Regions from separate parts of the Triticum aestivum genome. Here region 1 is linked to region 2. Evidence: chromatin contacts called from public Hi-C data. All regions are on one chromosome and are shown on one strand. Each heading gives the region's core, a stretch centred on a gene start, on an enhancer-like site or on the middle of the called end of the contact. The rest is flanking DNA. Distances are from core to core; before and after follow the strand shown.

The links. A called contact is a pair of places that touch in the nucleus more often than the background predicts.
Region 1: a contact with region 2 is called in a Hi-C map of leaf, with 5 times the contacts expected there. The contact joins the enhancer-like site here to the promoter of LOC123183410 in region 2. A contact is called at or near these places in 2 of 5 Hi-C or Micro-C datasets (both in leaf).

Annotation. Positions count from the first base shown.
Region 1 is chr1D:495,421,050-495,427,734 of IWGSC CS RefSeq v2.1, reverse strand. It overlaps LOC123183411 (TATA-binding protein-associated factor BTAF1), which reads left to right. Exons shown (of 29, transcript XM_044596225.1): 28 at 1; 29 at 72-613. The coding sequence ends at 242. Among protein-coding and RNA genes, the nearest start is that of LOC123183411, 16 kb to the left of the region's middle. Within about 2 kb of position 4,979, at least 1 of the 8 cell types and tissues checked has an H3K27ac peak or open chromatin away from gene starts, as enhancers often do. A contact at or near this core is called in leaf, where this site is marked.
Region 2 is chr1D:495,357,519-495,363,886 of IWGSC CS RefSeq v2.1, reverse strand. It overlaps LOC123183410 (flavonoid 3'-monooxygenase CYP75B3), which reads left to right and starts at 4,663. Exons shown (of 2, transcript XM_044596224.1): 1 at 4,663-5,753. The coding sequence starts at 4,764.

The DNA.
Region 1 (6,685 bases), core at 3,730-6,229, 64 kb before region 2:
GGTAAGATAGTTGGGACAAACTAGTTCCCCTGTGGTATGAACTCATTCCTAATCCTATCTCCAATGTGCAGGCGTCGGTTCTCCCAAGCAGTTCGAGCGCCACGGAAGAAGAGAGCAACAAGGGGAAACCGGGTCGCAAGGGCCTCAAGTCAATCCTGAGTGGGCTGGACGAGCTGTGGGACCAGTCGCAGTACGCGGACGAGTATGATATGAACCAGTTCTTGGCGAAGCTCAACGGGTGAAGCTCACCTTATGATGGCCGCTCGCTTGCTCGTGTACAGTGTAGAGTAAATTGGAACTGAATTGGTCTGTCTAGTAGGCTCACATATTTTTTGTTTTTCGCCAGCCTTGGAGATCTTTCTTGTTTTAGTTTTCATACCTAGAGAAAAAAAAAGAGAAGATCGCAAGATCTCGGACAAGATGGCTAACAAGCAACCAGTTATAGGTGATTGAGATGGAGATATCTCAATTCTTTTGCCGCTTTTGGTAGGAGGGCTAGATGGATGGGCCACAAGAGCCCGTGAAGTTTTGGGGAGTTTTGTGTACACTCAACTTATTTTATGATCCAAGAGTGTAGCTCCTTTGAAATTCAGAATCCAATTGTCATTTTTCACTGCTGAAATTGCGGAGTGAAGCAGTCCCAAAATACAGACATAATCCAATCGTCAAAACTCTACTGTTGCAGTACTATGGAAGTAAGCTGTATCACAGTTTTGATTAATTTAAAATCCATCTGTAACGACCAAACCTTGAAGGATTTGAGTCTCAGTAATATGCTGGTCATCCAACGTCCTGTTGTGAAAGTGTTTAAACAGCAACATTATATCATCCTTGACAATTTCCCAACATGCCTGATAGAACTTGACACAGGACCGGGAGCTCTGTTAGGTTCCATAGCGAACAAAGCTTCCTTCACTTCTAATTCAGTAAACTCTCTACACAGATCAGTATTATCATCTTCATTCAATCTCTTGTCATCTGCCCAAGTCTCGGGATCAAGGTGAAACTGGTTACCAGGGGCTAGGCCAAAGAGCTCCTTATGATATTTAGTGGCGTGGGCAATCAGATCATCAGTGCCCTCCACCTCGGAGTCCCCCACCCTAAGCGAATGAATAGTGTTCTTTCTCTTACGACCATTAGCTATTTTGTGAAAATCGCCTTTAAGCAGCCATCTCTCATGGGACTGCTGCAACCAAAAGATCTCCTCATTGACAAACAGCTCATGTAGCTCAACACAAATATCAACTTTTCTGTTATAAAGTTCTGGAGAACTCCTCCAACATGGATAGTTCCATCCTAGGCTCCTCTTTCCTTTTTTTTGTCATGACCGTATTTATTGGACCCCCAACCCTTGAAGTAAGTTTTAATCCTTCTTAACTTGATGTTGAGAATATCTATAGGGTCTGAAGAATTGACTTTCCTAGACCAGATATCCTCAACAATCATCATGAAAATTTCATCTTTAATCCATGTCAGGTCGAAACGGAACTCTCTAGGTTTAGGGGCCTCACGTCCCTCTTCTCCCGAGGAGAGTAACAACGTATTATGATCCGATATTTCACGCACAAGTTTTATAACAGAAACCAGGCCCATCCTAATGTTCCCCCTGGTTTCTACCCACTATATAACCGTGTCCTTCCCCTGGACAGATTGTCTGTTTGTCTTCCCACCCCGACGACTGCCCAAGGATCTCACCGGGGACATCTCTGTAGAGCTGTCTAGCAACCTCGTCGCCACATTCCTATGCACATCAAACAACACAAATTTTTAAAATTGGTCATGTTTTAATTATTTTTCACTTTTTCAAAAAATGTTCATGTTTTAAAAAAATGTTTGAAATTTCTTCAAAATATTTAAAAAATTAGAAATTGGTAGGAATTTCAACTTTTTGTTCACGTTTAAAAAAATGTTTGACATTTCGAAATTTATCACAGTGTTCACTTTTTTTTTAAATTGTTTGGAATTTCAACTTTTTTCTTCAAGTATTTTTTTTAAAAATTCACGTTTCAAAAAAATTATTTCAAATTTTACCCTAGTTCTCAATAAATGTTGGGATTTTTTGGTTTGGAATTTCAATTTTTATTTCATGGTTTCAAAAAATGTTCAGCATTTTCCAAAAAAGTAACATTCAATCGTTTCCAAAATTTGGTTTGCAAATTCTTCAATAGAGCTACAGTATTTTCACAAACTGCAAGGTACAATAATCACGGAGTAGCTACAGTATCATGAACTAAACATTATCGCTACAGATCATGGGGGCGTCTAGGGTTCTTGTATTAGGTATTTGGTAGATAATCCCATTTGGGGTTACAACTTACAAGCTCAGCTTTATACCACAGCGAGTGACGCCGATCAACAGAAAGAAAGGAGTAACGGCAAGAAAATGACAGCTACAGTGCTAAAGGAACAGACTACGTTTGGCACGCCAAAATTAACGGCCAACCACTCCTTCAACGAGTGTCCTTGGATGATCATAAACAAAGCGGTATCGGAAGTTAACTAAACTGATCTGGACGTTGATATCTTCAGAGATTCTTATCTTCAGTTCATGACATCTCTGAAGGACAGTGTGAGGAACGTCATGTTCTACCCGCTGAAGCCTGTGATGCTCTAATATTGGCGTGTTGGGTCGTCATTGTAATAATTATGTGAAGAGAGTAGTAATGATCTGCCAGCGGCTGTCTCATGTACCGTACTATGCTGGTCTATGTTTGCTCAAGTACTATCTGTGAATCCTCAACACATGTAAGGTTTTGGAGCTTGAAACCTGAGCATCCCCTGCTTCGCCTTCGTGTGATGTTTCCGATCATGTGATCAGAGCAAAGATAACTTATCAAGCAAAGATAACTTATCAAGAGGTGCCAGTACTCGATAAGTTATCTTTGCTCTGATCACATGATCAGAAAAATTGGAAAGTTTGTGCCATGCATGCAATTAAACAAGTGTCACAAAACATGAGAGGAGATGGAAAGTTTGTGCGATGCATTACCACGTACTCCTACATAGAGCATTGGGACTTGGGAGGATACTTAGACGGCTCGTGAACACCAAAATTCTCCTTTCTATGCTTGTTCTCGGAAAAACCTTTGAATAAGATCCCCTTCGTCGTCTCTCGTGACCGTGTCGCCCCTACGGGCGACCAGCCGCACCCGGCCCCCTCCTCCCCAAGCCCCTCCCTCTCCCATCCCTCTCCGCCGCCCGCCTCTGAGCCTGGCCCCGGCGACGCGGCCCCTGGCCTTTCCCTTCTTGGTGGTGTTCTGGCGCGGGATGGCACGGATCCGGGAGGTGTCCCTAGGCGGCGTCGGTCCGGCGCGGCGGCGGTGTGTCCTGATGGCGCGCGGGAGATCAGCTGGGCGGCGGCGCTGCCGTTCGCAGCGGGGTGGCGCGGCGGCGGGGTCTGGTGGCGCCTGCTCGGCCCAGATTTGGGCCCTTGGGCCCCATCTGGGTCGGGGCGGGCCGGCGACAGGGTGCGGCGTCTGCGTGGCTCCCGGGAGGCAGAGGAGGTGTGTCGTGCTGGTGGATGCTGGCGGCGCCAGCGCCGCCCTGCTGCAGCATGGCCGGCCGGGCTTAGCGGGCCCGATTTGGGCCTGACCAGGCCAGGGGTGGCCTGGTGTGCCCTGCTGCCACGTCCGGACGGCGACCGCGACGGTGCCGAATGCACGGGCTTCCCGCACGACGACGGTGGAGATGGTTCCCTCCCGCATGGCTTCGGTGTCGCTGCTCCCGACGCCTAGCGCCTTCTCTCTCCGTCTTCTTGGCCTCATGGTGGTGTTCTCAGTGAGGCGGCGTGGGTGGCGGCAAGACCACGGTGGCGCATACAGGTGGGCGACAAGATGGATGGTTGGCTCTGGCCTGGTTGGGTGATGGGGGTTGGGAATGCGGGAGAAATCCTTGCCGGTCCTTCCGGCTCCGATGGGGTGTCGCCTGCGGGTGCCGTCATCCCTTCCTGGAAGGCGTCGGTGGTATCCATCCCCCACTCCCCTCCGCGTGTCGGGGGAAACACCAGGACTTGTCCGGGTAGCAGCGTCGTCGGCGTCACATTCCTTCCTAGAGGTGCTGCTTGGTACACGGTGGATCGAAGCCTTGGTTTGTGGGTCGAGTCCGGAGGGCGCAGCGGTGGCGGGTCACCCGCGCTTTGTCGAGCTGCCGTTGTTGGCATCTGCTTCTTCTTTCTTTCTCTTTTTTTTGGGCTTGTTGTGCTGCTCGCCCCCAGCATTTGCAATGTTGTCGGTGTTGATTGCTTTGTAATACAAAGCGGAGGAACCCTTTTCTGATATGCTTGTTAAGAAAAAGAAAATGCCATATCCAAGTGTTTGGCACGTACTTTTGAACGCGGCACTGGAAGGAGACGTGCATGCCCATGCTTATTTCGTCTTCATAGTAAGCACACAGGACATCGGTAATTTGGAACTGATACATGCATGGTTTATATACAATGGTAATTGCTTTGATGATGTCACTAACTAGTCGGAGCGACGATTGGGCTGGGTTGGCAAAAACAATATGCCACATACAATGTTGACTTGGTCTTCTTCTTCCTCCTCCTCTCTCGTTGGCAATACATCAAGCACCTATGTGCATCAGAGAGAGCGGCAGCAACTCGCTCCAACACCCCTCGCCGGCCGGCGAATCCAGGCCGCCACATCTGCACCTCCGCCGTGAGCCCCTCGTTGCCTTCTTCATACAAATGCACACAATGTTGTGCCCGAATGCGGCGGCAAGACCACCGTGTTGCCGTAGGCGATGAGGAGCTCACACAGGTCCACGACGGGCCTGCGTGAGCGTGAGTGAAGTGAGTGAGTGAGTGATGCAGAGTCCATTTGGCCACTTGAGGAGGAGGAGGTTCTCTAGTCAATTTTCGAAAGCTCAGCTCTTGTCTTTGCTAGTCGTTGTTTACCTATGTTGGAGCTAGCTAGCTAGTGACGACAGCTACGTCACCAGCTACGTTGGGTTTTGGGTAGGTAGGAGGAGCGGCCGCTCGCTGCTCTTCTTCTTCTTCTTCTTATTACATGCCTACGTGGTGTGCGGTGTGTCCGGCAGGGTAGCTTACTGCTGGCGCGCGCAGGGTGGTCTTATCGAACACTTGCTAGCCATTGTCATGATAATTAATTGTCATTACGATGACTTTGATTTAAACTGACACTCTGACAAAGTTGTTAACATGCCTTTGGATCGCCATAATTTACGAAGCTCGCTCGAAAAGAGCTTATAGCCTCCAAATTTGAGGCTATCGAGTCCCCTTTGAAGCTTGCTCTATATCCAACAGCCAACGCGGGAGATAAGTTCCAGCTTCTTCCGCCTCGCACCACGACCGGGTTTTGAAGCTGCGCAGCCTCTCAGGTAGCACCGGTGAAAAAAATCGCCCGGTCATAATGCCACACCCGCCCCCTGGAAACACGTGGCTCCTCAGGACGTGAGCGAGTGTGTGAGTGATGCAGAGTCCATTTGGCCACTTGACGAGGAGGTTCGCGTGTCAATTTTCGAGAGCTCAGTTCTTGTCCTTGCTAGTCGCTTTTTTAATTTCCCGTGTATGTGGAGGGGAGTAGACAGCGGAATGGTACACCACAAGTTAGGGCTAGTCGGTCACCCAGTCTCTGTGCACCGTTGAGTAGGTAGGAGGAGCGGCCGGCCTTCCTGTTAGGTGGTGTGGCCGGGTAGCTGCCACTCCCGCAGCCAGGAGTTAATTGCAAGACACTACCATACTACGGCACGTTGTGACGAATCAGTATCAGTAGTCATTTTTTTTGCCATGCAGTGCCAACTCTAAGTCTAAGTGTTGCAAAACGGTCTGACAGCCGTATAAGCTCGTATTGACCACGTATCTGACTGACCGGCTCCACTTGTCAGGTGCCACGGTGGCCTACCCGCGCGCACCCGCACCCGCGCGGTCACTCATCCCAGCCTGCTCGGTCGCACCAAGTAGCTTGGTCCGGTCCGGTCGAACCCGTACGCGACGAACCCTAGTTTCCTCTCCCCTCGCCCTCGTCTTCCTCTCCCCTCTCAGGCGATGGCGGCAGCGACTCCCGGCGGCGTCGACGGCGCGGGCGGGTACGGGGACCTTCCTGGCCTCGGCCCCGATGACCACTTAGGTCTGGACGACGTCGACGGCTCCAGTTCATACTACTCCAGCGCAGACGACGAGGATTTGGAGGAGGAGGGCGCGCTGTCCATGGAGGACAGGGTGAAGCTGGCAGAGATATGGGTGGCCCACCCTACCAGTAGCCATCAGTGGACCAGTAGCCATCAGTGGCCCACCCCACCCTTTTCATCGAATCCGATCCGACTAAAGTGGGAGAGACAGACACCCGCTAGCCACCTTATGCAACTAGTGCATGTCAGTCGGTGGAACCTGTCTCACGTAAGCGTACGTGTAAGGTCGGTCCGGGCCGCTTCATCCCACGATGCCGCCGAATCAAGATAAGACTAGTAACAGCAAGTAAATTGACAAAATCGACGCCCACAACAACTTGTGTTCTACTCGTGCATAGAAACTACGCATAGACCTAGCTCATGATGCCACTGTTGGGGATCGTAGCAGAAATTAAAATTTTCTACGCATCACCAAGATCAATCTATGGAGTTTACTAGCAACGAGAGGGGAGGAGTGCATCTACATCCCCTTGTAGATCGCGAGCGGAAGCGTTCAAGAGAACGGGGTTGATGGAGTCGTACTCGTCGTGATCCA
Region 2 (6,368 bases), core at 3,414-5,913:
CAAGGCCCAAAGGCGGCTTAAGGCCCGTAGGTGTAAACCGCCATATGTATATAAGTTGTATGATAAGGCAATTGTAGTTAAGTCACCGGGCCGGACAAGTTTATGAGCCGGCCGGGACTCTGTAAGCCACCGGGCGTCAACTTGAGTATATAAAGGGACGACCCGGCGGCGAGTTAAGGGCAAGAAAGAAGAGATCGAAAGCTAGGTCAAGTGTATTCGCTCCCTGGTAATCGAGACATAACTAATACCGCCTCAACTGGATTAGGCCTTTACCTTCACCGCAATGGGCCGAACCAGTATAAACTCCCTATGTCCTATGTCCCGTTTTAACCCCTTTAAGCTAATCTCGTTGTGATGGCTCCACGACTAAGTCCTCACACTAGGACATCTGCTGTGACAATCCCACGACACGCGCCTTGTGACGATCCACAGAGCCATCTAATTTATGCTTGAGCTTGAAAACCCATTTGCAGTCAATGACATTAACACGAGATGGAGGAGGAACTAGGGTCCAGGTACCATTCTGATGTAGTGCGTCAAGCTCAAGTTGCATGGCGCGACGCCACTCCGGAGATGTCACCACCTCACGGTGAACAGTAGGCTGCCGGGTCGCCAGGAACGCATGGCGAGACGGGTCATATGTGACCGTACCATCCTTGCGCTGCAGAAGAGTATGAGTGTTGTCGCGGGTGCGCGTCACCATTGCATGAGCTGGAGCAGCGGATTCGGATGCCACAGACGATCCAGGAGGGGCGCATGCAGCCGTACGAGCGGGAGAATCCGCCTGGGATCCCGCGTCGCGAGCTGTCGCAGGAGCGGCTGACAGATCCGTCTCGGATCCCGAGCCGCGGGTGGGATCAGCCAGCGACCCCACAGCAGGTTCCCGCCCTGCAGAGGCCACGCAGACCGGCCCATCCGTGGGTCCTACCATGACCGAAGGAGGCGACGAGGTCAGCCCAGAGGCCGGTCCCGCCGGGTCGGGAGACGCGCGTGCATGGGAGGCAGGCGACGCTGGCGAGGAGGACGGCCTCCCATCCGCAAGCGCCACGTGGCCCACTGGAGGCATGGGCTCACCCCGGTCGCTGTCGCCGGAGGGCGCGTGATCCGAGGAAGGATCTGCTCCGGATCCGGCGCCCGGATCCTCCTGGGATCCTGTAGTTGGGATTTTCTGTGGCAACGAGGATCCTGCATCCAGGTTAGTTCGCGAAACAGACGTGCCATAACTCAGGTGGTCATGCGGAAATAGGAGAATGGCATTTTCAGCAACCCAGGTGGAACAGGAGTAGTTTGGGCAGTGGCAAATGGAAAAATATTCTCGTCAAAAATTACGTCACATGAAATGTAAACACGGGCTGTGGGCAAGTGGAGACACTTGTAGCCCTTGTGACGAGTACTATAGCCGACAAAAACACATTGTTGAGACCTAAAAGCGAGTTTTTGAGTGTTGTATGGCCTTAAGTTGGGCCAACAGGCAGAACCAAATGTGCGGAGAGAATTGTAGTCGGGTTTAGTATTGAATAATTTTTCCATAGGGCTCATGTTGCCGATGACACGGCTAGGGAGGCGATTAATGAGATAACAGGCAGAAAGGTACGCCTCATCCTAGAACCGCAAAGGCATAGACGCATGTGATAAGAGGGAAAGACCCATGTCAACAATGTGACGATGTTTCCGTTCGGCGGAACCATTTTGCTGGTGTGTGTGTGGGCAAGATATGTGATGTGTGATGCCAAGTTGATGGAAAAAAGTATTGTGAAGTTTCTCGTATTCCCCACCCCAGTCAGGTTGAACGCATATGAGTTTGCGAGAGTAAACGTTCAACATGGGCAAGATAATCACGAAAAACATCAGACACATCACATGTTCTTTTAAGAAGATAGATCCACACAAACTTATTATAATCATCAATAAACGATACATAGTACTGGAACCCACCAGAGGAAGTCTTGGCAGGTCCCCACACATCGAGAAAACAAGTTCTAATGGAAACAAGGAAACACTTGAAGATCTAGGAAAAGGTAACTGATGTGCTTTGCCTTGTCGACAAGCATTACACACATGCATCAAAGACGACTAGAAGATGGCAATTTATTGGACGCCAAAACATGCTGAACGACTTGTGTGGATGGGTGGCTGAGCCTAGCATGCCAATCTTCAGCAGAGAGCCGAACCGAAGATAGGGCACGAAAAGGTGCGGGCCGAATAGGGTAAAGTCCATTTTCACATCTGCCTTGAAGAAGGACCCTCTTGGTGATCAAATCCTTCATAATAAAATGGGTAGGATAATATTTTAGATAAGCATGATTATCAATGGCAAGACGATTAACAGAGAGAAGATTTTTATCTGCATCGGGAACATGTAAGATGTTGCGAAGTTTAAGGTTGGCAGAAGGGGTAGGGAGGATTGCATGACCACGATGAGCTATGTGCAAACCTGAGCCGTCGGCGGTGTGGATGCGGTCCCTCCTCGGGTACTTCTCCCTTATGGTGAGGCGATCCAGATCTGAGGTGATGTGGTCGGACGCCCCCGTGTCAGTGAACCAGGTCGGTTCACCGAGGATAGACGGCGGAGAAGCAGCCGCCAGGCCGGCCATCTTGGAGTGTTGGGGTTGAAACGCATGATTGTAGCGTTGCCCACATTCCCAGGCATAGTGCCCGGGGCCACGACAGAGTTGGCATTGGATGCGGGTGTCAGCACCACCCCCGTAGTCACCACGGTCACCACCACCACGGTTACCACCGTAGTCACCCTGCTGGCGATTGCCGCCGCGGTCACCGCGATTGCCACCGCGGTCACCGCGATTGCCACCGCGGTTGTTGTTGTCGTAGTCACCGCGGTCACCTTGAATACCGCGGCCCTTGCCACGGTAGTTGCTACGGTTGCCACCGCGGTTGTTGTTGTTGTTGCCGTTCTTGTCGCGGGCGACGTAGTTGAGAGAAGAGCCGCCGACGTGAAGATGAAGGCGAGCAACATGGTACTCGCGGCGACGCTCGAAGGAGAGAGCGTGGGAGTAGAGCTCCCCCAGAGTCATCTCATCGATCCGGGTCGTAACAGCAGTAATGAGAGGCTCATAGTCGCTATCAAGATCGGTGATGACGGCGGTGATGATGTCGTCATCCCGCATGGGACGCCCAGCAACCGCTAGCTGGTCGACGTAGGAGCGGATCTTGGCGAAGTAATCCACCATGGAGAGGTTGGCCTTGCGGAATTTGGCCATGTCAAGCTTGATCTGCACAACACTAGCACGACAATTGGCAGAATACGTCTCCTCAAGATGCGCCCAGATGGCGCGAGAGGTGTCAAAGCGAATAACCTGCTGGAGAACATCATCCGCGAGGGAGGCGAGCAGGTAGCTAAGAAAAATCTGGTCCTGACGGTACCAGACATCATACTCGGGATTGAGCGCACGTTCCCCCTTGTCATCAGGTGGAAGGAGCCGAGGGAGACTGGGAGAAGTGCCATCGACGTAGCCGGTGACATTGGCGATGCAGAGAGGAGGAAGAATCTGTGCTTTCCACAGGAGGTAGTTGGAGATGGTGAGTTTGGCCGTGATGAGGCTAGCAGAGGGAGGCGGAACGGAAGAGGTGGATGACGCCGAGAGGGAAGCCGGTAGAGCAAGGGAGGTCATGGCTGAGGAAGTCATGGCGCCAGCGGAAGGAGAACCCATCTAGCAGTTATGTGAGAGGGCCTGATACCATGTGAAACTAGGAGATGTAGATTAGATTGGCTCACCTGGAACGGCGGCCTTTGAGTTCATTATATGCTCAGCCATCTAGCTAGGGCTTCGGCAGTGCCGGATATACACAAGAGTTGTTACAGAGGATATACATAACCCTAGATACTAACAACCTTCTTATCCTAACAACATATGGTTTAACAAGACAAACCTATACACACGCCGACGATGCTAGATGCACCATCGAGACTAGGATCGGACGTGTGAAACATTATTCATACCGAGGGACATCGTCACCGCCACATAATTAATGCCAAGCAAGACGTTGAACCTAACAAGAATGAGAGCAGGGTCTGTCCCACCGGTCGAGTGCAAGGTCCTCTGCACCACCACCGGCGACGGCGCCCACCGGAGGTGGAGTAGATCTAATCGCCGGTGAGTCTTTCCTTGGGAGGAGGAAAGAACCGAGCCCTAGGCAAACATACACTATTTATTGGTTTGGCTCATTTGGCATCAGCGCCCCTACTAGCATCGGTTCCCTATGTTTCTAATTTGGCAGCACCCCCACAATGGGCGGAACTAGTGGTAAAAGCTAGTTTGGCATTTGGCACCATCATTTTGGCATACGTACATTGTGGATGCCCTAAAGCTCCTTTTAGATTCATTTAAAGCTACTTTATTTTTGCAACTGTGTTTTACAAGAAGTTAGAAAGAGTTTGTGGTGACGTGGAAGAAACATAGAGAGGAGTAGTTAACATATGCGGCTGCCAAGTGAGTGAGTGATGCACATCCCATTTTGGCCATCTCCAAAAGTCGTTTGGAAAGCTCTGTTGTTTGTCCTTCTTCCTCGGACTGTGCATGCCAAGTGCAGGCTCTTGGGTTGGGTAGTTGGGAGGACTGGAGCTAGCGCCACCCATTCTTCTTCCTCCTCACTTGTTTCTTTCTTTCTTTCTTTCTTTCTTTCTTTCTTTGTTGTGAGAGATGAGGGCGTGGGCGTGGGCGGGTAGGTAGCAGGACTGGTAGATCCGGCGATTTAGGTGGAGCACGCGCTCTCCAGAGCTCCCATATTTATACGGCCGCGTCTGCATGCCATGCGCCCGCCCAACTAACAAACAAACATCCCCGCATCCACTGCCACCCTCCATGACCCCAGCCGCCATGGATCACGACCTGCTCCTTCTCCTCGCCTCCCTCGCCGCCGTCATCGTCGCCGCCGTCTGGCACCTCCGCGGCCATGGCAGCGGAGCCAGGAAGCCGAAGCTGCCGCTGCCGCCCGGGCCGAGGGGGTGGCCGGTGCTGGGCAACCTGCCGCAGCTGGGCGACAAGCCGCACCACACCATGGCGGCCCTCGCGCGCCTCCACGGCCTGCTCTTCCGCCTCCGCTTCGGCAGCGCCGAGGTCGTCGTCGCCGCCTCCGCCAAGGTCGCCGGCAGCTTCCTCCGCGCCCACGACGCCAACTTCAGCGACCGCCCGCCCAACTCGGGCGCCGAGCACGTCGCCTACAACTACCAGGACCTCGTCTTCGCGCCCTACGGCGCCCGCTGGCGCGCCCTCCGCAAGCTCTGCGCGCAACACCTCTTCTCCGCCCGCGCCCTCGACGCGCTCCGCACCGTCCGCCAGGACGAGGCCCGCCTCATGGTCACCCGCCTGCTCTCCTCCTCGGACTCGCCGGCGGGCCTCGCCGTCGGCCAGGAGGCCAACGTCTGCGCCACCAACGCGCTCGCGCTGGCCGCCGTCGGCAGGCGCGTCTTCGGGGACGGCGTCGGCGAGGGCGCCAGGGAGTTCAAGGACATGGTCGTGGAGCTCATGCAGCTCGCTGGCGTCTTCAACATCGGCGACTTTGTGCCGGCGCTCCGCTGGCTCGACCCGCAGGGCGTCGTCGCCAAGATGAAGCGCCTCCACCGCCGCTACGACCGCATGATGGACGGCTTCATCAGCGAGAGGGGCGACAGGGCTGACGGCGACGGGAATGACCTGCTGAGCGTCATGCTGGGGATGATGCGGCAGTCGCCGCCCGCCGGCGGCGAGGAGGACGGGATCAAGTTCAACGAGACTGACATCAAGGCTCTCCTCTTGGTATGTGTGTACAAACTCAGTACTATTTGTTTTCATGTGTTTATTTATTAAAGCTTTGCTGACCATAACTATACAAGATTAAAGTTCCAAGGTACTACTATAAGATTTTTGTGTTTATTGGTTCAGTTATATACTCAACTTTTTTGTCTTAAAAAACCGATAAATCGCGAGTGGACATGCCACCACGCGCGTCCGGAATCCACACCGCACGCTGCCGCGCGATGCGTGCAGCTTTAATACCCTCTGGCCGTATAAGGAATTCACCTCGTCGTATAGCATTCGGTATAGCGTGTGTATTTGCACCTGACACATGCAGTGCATGGCCCGCGAGGCAGCGCGTGCATTAATCCCACACCCAACATCCCAATGGCAATAATTCAACGATCTAGCAGCCCACATGCGGGCAACATATCTGGTGATACCGCAACTCAAGTGATACAATGCTCCGATGGATCATGGGCCTTTGGATTATGTTGGAAGGGACACGATGAAGGCACACGTGATGAGCAGCTTCTCCACCGCAAAATATACAAAAACACTCTGATTCATGTTATTAATTAAGCATCACGTCCTTTTCCTACTAGTACTATACTAGTTTATGAGCCTCGGTTTCAC